Regions from separate parts of the Podarcis muralis genome. Here region 1 is linked to region 2. Evidence: chromatin contacts called from public Hi-C data. All regions are on one chromosome and are shown on one strand. The core of a region is the stretch at or near the end of the contact, and the rest is flanking DNA. Distances in the headings are between cores, read along the strand shown. Region 1 holds the start of PIGQ (phosphatidylinositol glycan anchor biosynthesis class Q). Region 2 holds the start of CAPN15 (calpain 15).

Region 1 (5,514 bases), core at 53-2,552, 200 kb after region 2:
CTTTGTGGCTAGCCCTAACTGGCATGGGAGTTGTAGTCCAAAGCAGATGGAGGGCACTTGGTTGGTGAAGGCTGTACTACCACATCTGAAGCTAGCTTAGGGGCTACAGAGAAGTCCGTGAAGCCCCTGGCATTTAACAGTGACTGTCACACCCTGCCCAATGGTAGGGCTGGCCCAGTATAGCCCTTGAGGAAGAAACCTGGTTCTTCTAAAGAGCCAGAGCCTTTTAGGAGCCACAGACATGCCATTATTATTAAAGAGAAAGTTTTCTCTAATGTATGTTTTCATGAAAAGTAAGATTACCTGAATTATATTTGTCTCTGGTAATGTTAAAAACTAGAGTAAATTATAATAAAATTATCTGATCACAGACCATAGCAGGATATTTAGAAGGTCAAAGTAATAAAAGAAGTCAAAGACTCCCCACTGTTTCTTGTCTTATTAACTTTGTTTTTATTCATAACGTTTAGAAATGGATGCCACATATTGCACCATATTAACTGGGAGGCAATTTGGGGTTTACTTTCAGAGCAAAAATATATGCTGTCTACATTTCATATTTTAAATTGTGATTATCTTCATTTGCGAGGATTGTAAAGGGACACGTTGATAAATGCAATTACAATGAAGCAATAGGGAAATAAGGGCAGAAAATATTTAAATGATCCATGCATGTGTTGCTTTGTCAGCATTTTGCTTATTAACATCCTCCTTTATTTCAATAGAGAATGCCTGCAAATAGAGGGCTCTAAAGTTGCACACATGACCACCCTATTATTCCTAATGCACGAACCTAAAATCCAGACTTTTCTCCTTAATTTAGTGTATCCAGTTGCTCACTGCCAGTTGCTGGGAGAACCCAGCAGAAGAGCTACATGGCCCTTGAGTCCTGCTTGTGAGCTTTCCACAGGCATATGGTTGGCCACTGGACAGGAAAGGCTCAGCCTTTGGACTAATGACCTGGTTGGAATTTGTTTTCAAAAACAGGTAACAAAAACAATACAATGAATGTGATAAACACCCACATCCCTCACTCACATGGGTGAAGTTGCTTATTATGGATGGTTGCAAATAAGACATACAGGAAGGCACAGAACAAATTTCTAGTGCTATCAGCTTCCAACAGAAGTGTGAAGGCACAAGCTACAGTTCTCAGAATTAATAGAAGAGATGAAGCTTATCAAAAAGAAGGGAGATGCAGACATTGAATTGGAGGGAAAGAATGGGTTCCACCCAGGGGTGTGGTATACAACGGCTGAATTTTGCATGCCTTCCCCAGTTTTGTAGAGGAAATTACTGATAGTTACTCTTGGGAGCCTGGCGTGCTCTGGTCCATGGGGTCACGAAGAGTCGGACACGACTAAACGACTAAACAACAACAACTACTCCTCTTGGGAGCGGCAAAGAGTATTTTGCTGTTTAGAAACCTGTTCTACCTTCTGGGATACTTTAGGCTTGATCAGGTCAGTATGACATCACAGGCCAAATTCATGTCAGATATAAAATACCTTGTTTTTGCTCTGCTAGCTTGGGGTGTACTTCCTTAGTACAGAATCTGCTTGCATTTTGGCAACACCTGATATCTTTAAGTGGATTTCTTTTATTGTTCTGCTATTTTATTGTAAGCAGCTCTGAAAGCGTGTGGCTTGTAAATTCTTCAGATTAATTAGTAAATATAAATAAATCAAAGGTACATTAGCTCTCTCGTATTTCTTTTAAAAAACTGTCAGTCTTAGAGAGAGCGCCTTAGAAAAGATTTCCCTCTTCAACAGCTGGTGATATTGAAAATGTTCGTAAAAAGGGCTGGCAAAAAAAAACCAGGCCGCTAAATGGGACGAAAGAAATTGTTTTAAAATGAGTTGGTAGAATTTCTTACCGGAAACCTCAGGAATCTGCTGCCCTTTTTAAAACAATCAACTCAATCAAACAGAACGCCACTTCAGGAGACCGGGGGGTCCGTCCGGAATGCAATTAGGCAAGGACTTTACGGAGCGCTCTTAGGAACGGACTGCGTCTCCTAGCAACCGGCCTGTAGCACCCGGAAGTGGCTTGAATGTCAAGAGGAGCGGGCTCTTTCTTTTCTTTTATGCCTGCTAGAAGGAGTAGCGGGAGGAAGTAAGTGTCGTCGGCGAGCGGCGGGGAGTTCTGACGGCTTGGGAGAGAAAAGGATGCAAAACGGGGGAGGGGGAACCGCGGCGTGGCATGGTGGGATGGAATTGGGACCAGGGTTGCCAGCTGCTGAACTGACCCAATGACTGGGTTGCTCTGCGGCCATTAGCGGGTGCTAGTATGTTATCTCCATGCCTCCCCCCAAATTTCACCCGCTCATTCCTGCAGAATAAGCTGCTGTTAAAGGCATAAGAGCCGGGCAGGCAGGTTACCCCTTCTGGCTAGTTGGTCACCGTAATTGGGCTACTAAGGCTTGTGTGGATTGTGCGTGGCTAGCTGAGTTATACTGTGCATATTGCTGCATTTCCCAAACCCGAGGTGACTGAGAATTGGGGCTTCTGTATAGTGGAGTAGTAGTGGAAGGCGGGAGGGAATCCTCCAGGCTGGAGAAAGGCACATAGGCTTATTTATTAATTAATTACATGTTTATTGTGCGCTTCTCCCACAAGGTTCAGCGTGGTATCATTCCCTTTCTTCCCCTTATCCTCATGACAGTCTTGTGAGGCAGGCCAGGCGGAGAGAGTGAGTGACTGGCTCAAGGTCACCCAGTGAGCTTTGTGGCTGAGAGAGTATTGGAACCTGAGTCTCTCTGTTTAGTAATACTCATAGTTCCCTATATCCCATCCATACTGGCTCTAGCATCTGGTTTGAGGCATAAAATGCTTAGCCTTTCTGAGGCTACGTAATGCTGGTATTGATTGGTGTCTGAGCGGGATACTGCCTGAAAACCCTGTGCATGCCACCTTAGGTTATCTCTTGGGGAAAAGGCAAGATTACACCATGCAAACTCTGTATGCTGAAAATTCCTATTTAATTGCAATCAAGGTGCATAAGCTATCCTCTATATTGGGACTACTTAAGCCTTTTTTATTTCTAAAATTATATTTTGGGTTTTTTAGTGTAGAGAAAAGGTGAGTAAGAGGAGACATGATAGAGATGTATAAGATTCTGCATGGTGTAGAGAAAATTGATGGAATGAATGTTGTGCTCTCTCTCATAACATTCAGGACAGAAAAAAGAAAGAACTTCACATCACGGTGCATAAACTACAGAATTTGCTCTGACAAGAATTAGTTATGGCCACCAACTTGAGATGCTTTAAAAGAAGGTTAGACAAATTCATGGAGGAGAAGGCTATATCAATGGCAACTAGCCTTGCTGATAATGTTATACCTCCTCTGTCAGAGGCAATATGCCCATGAAAGCCAGTTGCTGGCAATCACAAATGGAAAGAATGCTGTTGCCTTCACGTCCTGCTTTTGGGCTTCCTATAAGCACCTGGTTGGCCACTGTGAGAACAGGATGCTGGGCTAGATGGGCTTTTGGCCTGATCCATCAGGCTCTTTTATTGTTTTCTGAAACAAGTACACATACAACCAAATAACACTGAACAAAACTCAAATGTAAAACAGAGCCTTGGAAACACATTTACCTCCCTTAAACCTTTTTGCAACTTTGGGATCCCTTCCTTCTTCCTAGGTACTGGCAGTTCATTAGGATCTGGTGTTCTTTTCTAGAGATAAACACAACAGGGTTTTTTCCTGCTCTGCATCATGCTTTTGATTTTATCTTCCCTCCAGCAGCTTGAACCTATGAGTGCCAGATTCTGATTTTACCAACTTGATTGTGGCATTACCTGACCCTACTATATTTAGACTGCTAGAGTGAGAGAAAGGAAGATACCTGTTTTCTGCCTTTAAGTCAGTGTATATCATTGTCAGGGAGCTTTTTATGTAGTCTGGGTTTCGTGTGACAGAAAAGCACTTGGGCCCAATGTCATATTACAGCGAAATGTGGCCAGTCCTCCACATCATCTCAGATAGCTGCGTACCTTTGCAACACTTGTAAACTATAACCCTTTCTTATTTGAATTTTGTATCAGTGCTTATGTAAGCTACAAATCTGTGCCACAAACTCACCAAAAAGCCTTATGTGAACCATTCTCTCTTTCAGTCCAAGCAACCCATTGGCAAAAGGATATAGTGATATTGACTTACATTACAGGGTTGTTGTAATAATTACAAGATAATGTATATGAAGTGCCCTGAACACTCTAAAGTGTTCATGATGGGGTAATGCTGCATTTGGATGGCCTCCGTTTCTGTTTGATACTGCTGAGTTATTTAAAGTGACAGTGTCAGTTAGTTCCAGTGGTCCGTTTTGCTCTCTCGGGGATATTCTCAATCCTACCTGCCAAGGGTTGAACCAGGATCTTCTGCCTGTAAAGCAGGTGTTCTACCCCTGAGCCCTTTCCCCTAATGATTAGAATCACTTTGCCTGTGGGGTGATGATGATGATGATGTATTATTTATACCCTGCCCATCTGGCTGGGCTTCCTCAGAATTATGAAATTCTATCCTGATGAGCACGGGTGGCGCTGTGGGTTAAACCACAGAGCCTAGGACTTGCTGATCAGAAGGTCGGCGGTTTGAATCCCCGCGACGGGGTGAGCTCCTGTTGCTCGGTCCCTGCTCCTGCCAACCTAGCAGTTCAAAAGCACGTCAAAGTGCAAGTAGATAAATAGGTACCACTCTGGCAGGAAGGTAAACGGCGTTTCTGTGCGCTGCTCTGGTTTGCCAGAAGCGGCTTAGTCATGCTGGCCACATGACCCGGAAGCTGTACGCCAGCTCCCTTGGCCAATAAAGCGAGATGAGCGCCGCAACCCCAGAGTCGGTCACGACTGGACCTAATGGTCAGGGGTCCCTTTACCTTTACCTGTCCTGATAAAGGCCCAACAAAACTTGCCCTTCTACTCATGGGGTTCTTTTTTGTATTGTGGGGCATTGATCAACGGTGGTGAGGGGGACAATCAGGGTCAACACACAAGTAAAAAGCACCTCTCCTGCTTGTGGAGAGCTTTCAAAGTATGGATTGGGCAAGTTGACAGATAGCTCTATCCACATATTCACTGTTGAAGGCCAGGCTGCCTGAGAAAGAAGAGTTTTTGAAGTGTCCCAAGTTGGAACATTTGTAGGACATGTGACAAATCCTTACCATTCCCTCACCCACTGATTCCCTCCTCCCCACACACAAATTCTCCAAGACCAACAGCTTTTAAGCCCAAGCCCCCTCCCCCCAATTTCTGGATCCTTTTCTGATGGAAAAATATGGGCAGAGAAAGGGCTTTTATAGTGAAGACCTAGTGGTATGGAAAAGATTAAGCCTGTCTTTCTGCCTGCCTTTTACAGTGGTGCCCCGCAAGACGAACGCCTCGCAAGACGGAAAACCCGCTAGACGAAAGGGTTTTCCGTTTTGGAGGCGCTTCGCAAAACGAATTTCCCTATGGGGTTGCTTCACAAGACGAAAAAATCTTGCGAGTCCCCTCGGGTTTTTTTCGCTCCCCCA
Region 2 (5,272 bases), core at 1,783-4,282:
TAAAAATTTGGCTTACGAGAGTAAAAGCACAAAGGCAGAATAACATACTGAAAAAATAAACATTTAAAATGCACCTACCCAATTACTTTACTCATGCAGGCTTATAGTCTGCTCATGAGCAACTTAGCATCTTCTTGGATGGCTGAGGAGGGACAAAGGGATGTTGGTGTCCCATTTTTAAGTGCTCTTTACCCAGGTGGCCTCCGACTGACAAGGGGCTCCAAGCAGCCAATCCCAGGAGCTGCACATAGCCCAGCTATTGGGCATATGAAGGATTAAGCAATGAAAGTGTCCATGGCAAGGAGATGGTGGCTATCAAAGTGTTTATTACTGCCACAGCAGTTCATTTTCTTTGTGAAACCACAAGTTTTCAGCAGCTTAACTATTATAATCCAAGGGAGGGGAGATGTGACCTCTCTGCCTAGGCATGATGAAGGACAAGAGAAACCAGGTATCCTTAAAGGACAGGATACCACAGGGGAAAATGGTGTGAGAAAAATACAGAAAGACCTTCTCAAGTGCTCATGGTGATCTGGGAGCTCAGAGATCAGATTGGTTACCAAGGTTCTCAGGGCCCTTATGCATTAATTATGGTTGTGTAGTCTGCCCTGCCTGTATGAAAACAAGTTGTGGGTCATTTTTGTTCCCAAGCAAAGGCTGTGTAGGGTTGGTAAGTATTTTTAGATTCCCTTGAGCCACACATACTATGGTTCTCCAAACAAGCAGTCTGTTTCAACCCTCCTAAATTGTGAAAAAGGTAAGTGTCTTGAAGGGGGAACATAAGGCTTATGTTCCTTTAAACCAGAGAAAATAAAGAGCATGGAGAGGAGGCAAAGATAAAGGGCAGGAGAGATAGGGAAAGGAGGTTGAGGAAAACTCAAGGAGTGCATGTTAAGGTTCTGGAGGAAGGGAGAATTCCTAAATGTTCTGTGTTGTAGGCGAATGAAGGCATAGAAGAGCAACCATGATACTTTTGATTTCCTCCCAAAAGGTATTTGGGACTAAATGGAAATATAGGGATTGGTTCTGTAAACTGAGGTGAAAAGAGACTCTAGAACTGCATTGTCATAAATTTCGTGTGCAGATCCTGAATGTGAGGTCTTAACGTTGACTATTGCTTTCTGGGCCCAGTGCTTTATTCTCAGGTTGACTGACCAAACAAACAAACAAACAAACATACTTGTTGTACTTGTGTACAAATTACACATATCTAGAGTCCTTACACCTCTATAGGTAATGAGGGTAAGCCCATTTCTAATGAAGATACACCTGTGCTAACTTCCTCAGTTGTGCAGGCCCAGGTTCTTGCTTGGAACTGCCATAGGCAGAGAAAAGCTTTTAAGAGCCAAATTGCTAATAAAGGTAAAGGTACCCCTGCCCGTACGGGCCAGTCGTGTCCGACTCTAGGGTTGTGCGCCCATCTCCCTTAAGAGGCCGGGGGCCAGCGCTGTCCGGAGACACTTCCGGGTCATGTGGCCAGCGTGACGAAGCTGCTCTGGCGAGCCGGCACCAGCGCAGCACACGGAAACGCCGTTTACCTTCCCGCTAGAAAGCGGTACCTATTTATCTACTTGCACTTAGGGGTGCTTTCGAACTGCTAGGTGGGCAGGAGCTGGGACCGAAAGACGGGAGCTCACCCTGCCGCGGGGATTTGAACCGCCGACCATGCGATCGGCAAGCCCTAGGCGCTGAGGTTTTACCCACAGCGCCACCCGCGTCCCAAAATTGCTAATGGGTATACTTAAAATGGCCAGTAGATAACAGCTAGCTTCTGAAAAGGAAGCTACTATGTGTTTTCCATTTGATATTGAAAACTGCAGGTAATTGAAGCTGAGAGCACTCCTTTGATTTCAAGGTCAATGTATTTTCAAACTGTACTTTTCAACTGGGTCCTGCATCAAAATCTTGTAGTCTGGAGTACTTGTGCTCAGGGTTGAATCCTCAAGTTCTTGGCTTCAGTATGTTAAAGTGTCATTGAAACAAGGGTGACTCTGCTGAAGCCTTTTTTTTTTTTAGTTAAGTGCTTTAGAAGTACTTTTAAATAAATAAAAAACTGCACCTCTGACTGTGGGTGGGCTCTTGATTATTTATTGCTTAGATGTGCGTAGCTTTGGATGTAAAGTGGTATTGCTGAGGTGGGGAAAAATCAGATCCTAGTTCTCAATTCCTATTGCCATTGTTTTGCTTTTACAAGTTGCCCGTGCCTGTGCGAGTAGCGCCTTCAACTGACGCGTCGTCGTTCCGGCACTGCTTTTTCCAATTAGCTTTTTGGGTGCTTTTTATTTCCCGATGGCGGTGGGCGGCTGCAGCTACCGAAAACCGCATAAAGCGCACGTAAAAGGTACGGGAAAGCTGCCTAGGGCAGCGCATAGCTTTGCATCACGCTTAGCCCCGCCCACCAGCTGAGCCCCAGGTGAGCCGCCGCTGCCGCACAGCTGCCAGGCTGGGTGGGAGGCGCAGTGGATCCTGGGAGTTGTAGTCAAAACCCTATGTTTCCTTTCCAGGCCTGGGTAACACTCCAGTTAGGGCATAGCGACCGCAAAAACAGCTCGCCTGCCTTTCGCCTTTAATCAGCATCTACGCGCTCTTTCTCAACCCCTTCCTGGCTGAGGTAAAAATAAAAACCTCCCTCCTTTGCAGGACCACAACTCCCGAAGCGAGCCTCCCTCACCACCGAGGGCTACCACATCCGTTTTCCCCGCCTCCCGCCAGGCCCTCTGGGGCTTGTAGTCCCTCACCTTCGTATTCACGACGGCTTTCGGCGCTGTTTCCGCAGGGCGGGCTCTTCGCTTCTCGGTGAGTCGCTACGCTACGGAAGCGGCGTAAGGGGCCGGCTTCTGGACTCTGGGAAGAGGAGCGTGGGGGGGGGGGCGGTTGTTATAGCTGGCTGCCTCCGCTTTGGGGCTGAGGGGGGTTAAAAAAAAAAAAAGGAAAGAGAAAAAGGAAACGGTTTCCTGAGGAGGCGGGAGAGAGCCGGGCGGGGTGGGAGGCGGGAGGGTGGGGGTCAAAGTTACTCGGCCGCCCAAGGCGGGGTAGGTGGTAATAGTGGCGGTGAGTAGTGCGGAGACGGGGCTGAGGAGAACGGGAGAGAAAGGAAACCGGTCAGCCTGCCGCCCAGCCAGCAAACAGTCGTTGAAGCCGCCGCCGCCGCCGGGGCGTCCCTCAGCAACGGTCAGTCTGAGCGCGCGACCCTCGCGGGGGGGGGGAGGGGGAGGGAGGGAGAGAACGCCAAAGAGCGCGCGAGAGAGAGTGAGGGGGGGGGGGGCAGAGAATGTGGGGGAAGGGAAGGCGCGCCCCCGGTGAGGGGGAGGCGCGCGTGCGCGTACTGGAGGGGGGGCGTGTGGTGGTGGGCTAGGTGAGTCGCCCCTTCCCTATTTTTTTTTTTTTAATGAGGCGAGAGATAGTCAAACACACACGAATAAAAATAAAAGCTTCCTCGTTCCTTCTCCATAATAATCTCCCTAAGAGGGATATCCGCTCTCCCCCCTCAGCCCCACTTCTGTTCTTGGTTCATTCATTTATTTTGTTGTAAGCTGTATCTGTTGGGTTTTGTTCATTTTTATTATTACATTGCTATCCCCGCCTTTTTGTCAAGGAGCTGAAGGTGGCCTGCATGGTTCTAACCCACCCACCCCCTCAATTTTATCTTCACAACAACCCTGTGAGGTAGGCTAAGGCAGAGGTACTGACTGGCTCAAGGTCATGCAGCGAGCTTCCTGACAGAGTTGGGGGGTGGGGGCGGCGGCATTTGAACCCTGTTCTCCCATGTCATAGTCTATATAATGCTATTAACTGCTTCGCTGCACTGGCTGAACAGTATTTGTGGACCACCCCATCATGTAACATGTTTTGTCATAATTGGCATGCAGTAATTATAAAAAAACGAATGTCAGGCATGCACTGTGAAATGAAAAGCAACATGGGTAACAGCAAAGATAAAGCCTGTCACACCCCCAAAATTAAAACACCAGTTTAGAAGCCGAAGGTGCTCAAACGAGCCCTGATGTTGTGGAACACTATATGAATTTCAAATACAAAACAAAAATAATGGAACTAATCTTCTGGGTCTGTTTAGTCCCTGGATTGGAGACTGCCTGGAAAGCCACATGTATGCCGCCTTGGGTTTCATGATAGAAGAAAGACAGGATATAAATGGAAGAAAATGAATAAATAGCTCACAGCAGAGGGCACACCACCACCACTGAGGTTGAGACTGAATGTGAGCTCACGCCCCTTTTGGCCCAGAGGCTGCTGCTGCTTCTCTGTTTGCTTTGCTTGTTTTAATATTTATATCCTGCCTCTTAAAACTAATCATCATCAACATCATCATCATCAAATTTGAGGTGGAGAAAGGCTCACAAGATTTTTTCTTTTGCTTTTAAAATGCAATGCTAACAATAAAAAGCAGACAAATAGTTAAAACGTCATCATGAAAACCACAAGAACAAGTGCAGACACAAACATTGTTGTAAAAACTATTTCAGAATTCACAGATGAAAAACATAACATTGGAAGTTACGTATTAAAAAACCGTCTGATCAAATTAAAACTTATTAAGAGGGTTGGGTCAGAAGAATTTCTCTTGGGAGGTTGTTCCATAGTTACGGACCACTTTGGAGATGGCAGTTTTGTCCAGGAGTCAAGGGCCTCCTTAACTGGTTGAGGGTGCCTGAGGAAGCATTTTTCGGTTTGATCTGAGAGACTGTTCCAGAGCCTTGGAGAGCAAGCATTAACTTCTCGAGGGACCGGTCCCCTTCCTAGTCCCATTCTGATGTGCACCTAGTTCTCAGTTCTTCTCTGCTCCAATGCAGTGTGCATCATATCTCCCACTGCTTCCAACCTTTCGGGGTATTCCTCATCAAGTGAGGGATGTGCTTCCGCAGGTCTTCTGTATGTTGCTTGTGGAGTGCCTGGGAAGTTTTGAAATGCTGCGAGACTTTCTCGCCCTCCTGCCCACCTTTCTAGACAACCATGGGAGTGCAATGGTGAGGGAACTCCTAACTAGCGATGCGCTTTGGCTCATGCCTGACCTCAGCTACTCAATGTTATTAGTGATATACAGTTGCACTTTGTATCTAGTTTTTAAGAAATGTTATTGAATGTTCTTGCATTATTGTTAATCTTCAAGTAAACAATTGAGAGGCTTTTATATTAAGCAGTGTAATTTTAAATAAATAACAATCCTGTTTGAACTAGTCATATCTTGGAGAGATTCTCCCCTCTTTGCTGCCCTCTTTGACTCAAACACTAACCCCTGGATAACAGTTTGAAG

What was found. A called contact is a pair of places that touch in the nucleus more often than the background predicts.
Region 1: a contact with region 2 is called in a Hi-C map of blood, with 3 times the contacts expected there. The contact joins the promoter of PIGQ here to the promoter of CAPN15 in region 2. A contact is called at or near these places in 2 of 3 Hi-C or Micro-C datasets (blood and tail).

What each region holds. Positions count from the first base shown.
Region 1 is chr14:37,947,613-37,953,126 of rPodMur119.hap1.1, forward strand. PIGQ (phosphatidylinositol glycan anchor biosynthesis class Q) reads left to right here and starts at 1,303. Exons shown (of 11, transcript XM_028705520.2): 1 at 1,303-1,463. NHLRC4 (NHL repeat containing 4) reads left to right here. Exons shown (of 2, transcript XM_028705522.2): 2 at 1-422. It overlaps LOC144325426 (a long non-coding RNA gene), which reads right to left and starts at 1,992. Exons shown (of 2, transcript XR_013390572.1): 1 at 1,877-1,992.
Region 2 is chr14:37,743,935-37,749,206 of rPodMur119.hap1.1, forward strand. It overlaps CAPN15 (calpain 15), which reads left to right and starts at 3,033. Exons shown (of 12, transcript XM_077918431.1): 1 at 3,033-3,171. It overlaps LOC144325425 (a long non-coding RNA gene), which reads right to left and starts at 2,999. Exons shown (of 4, transcript XR_013390571.1): 1 at 2,739-2,999.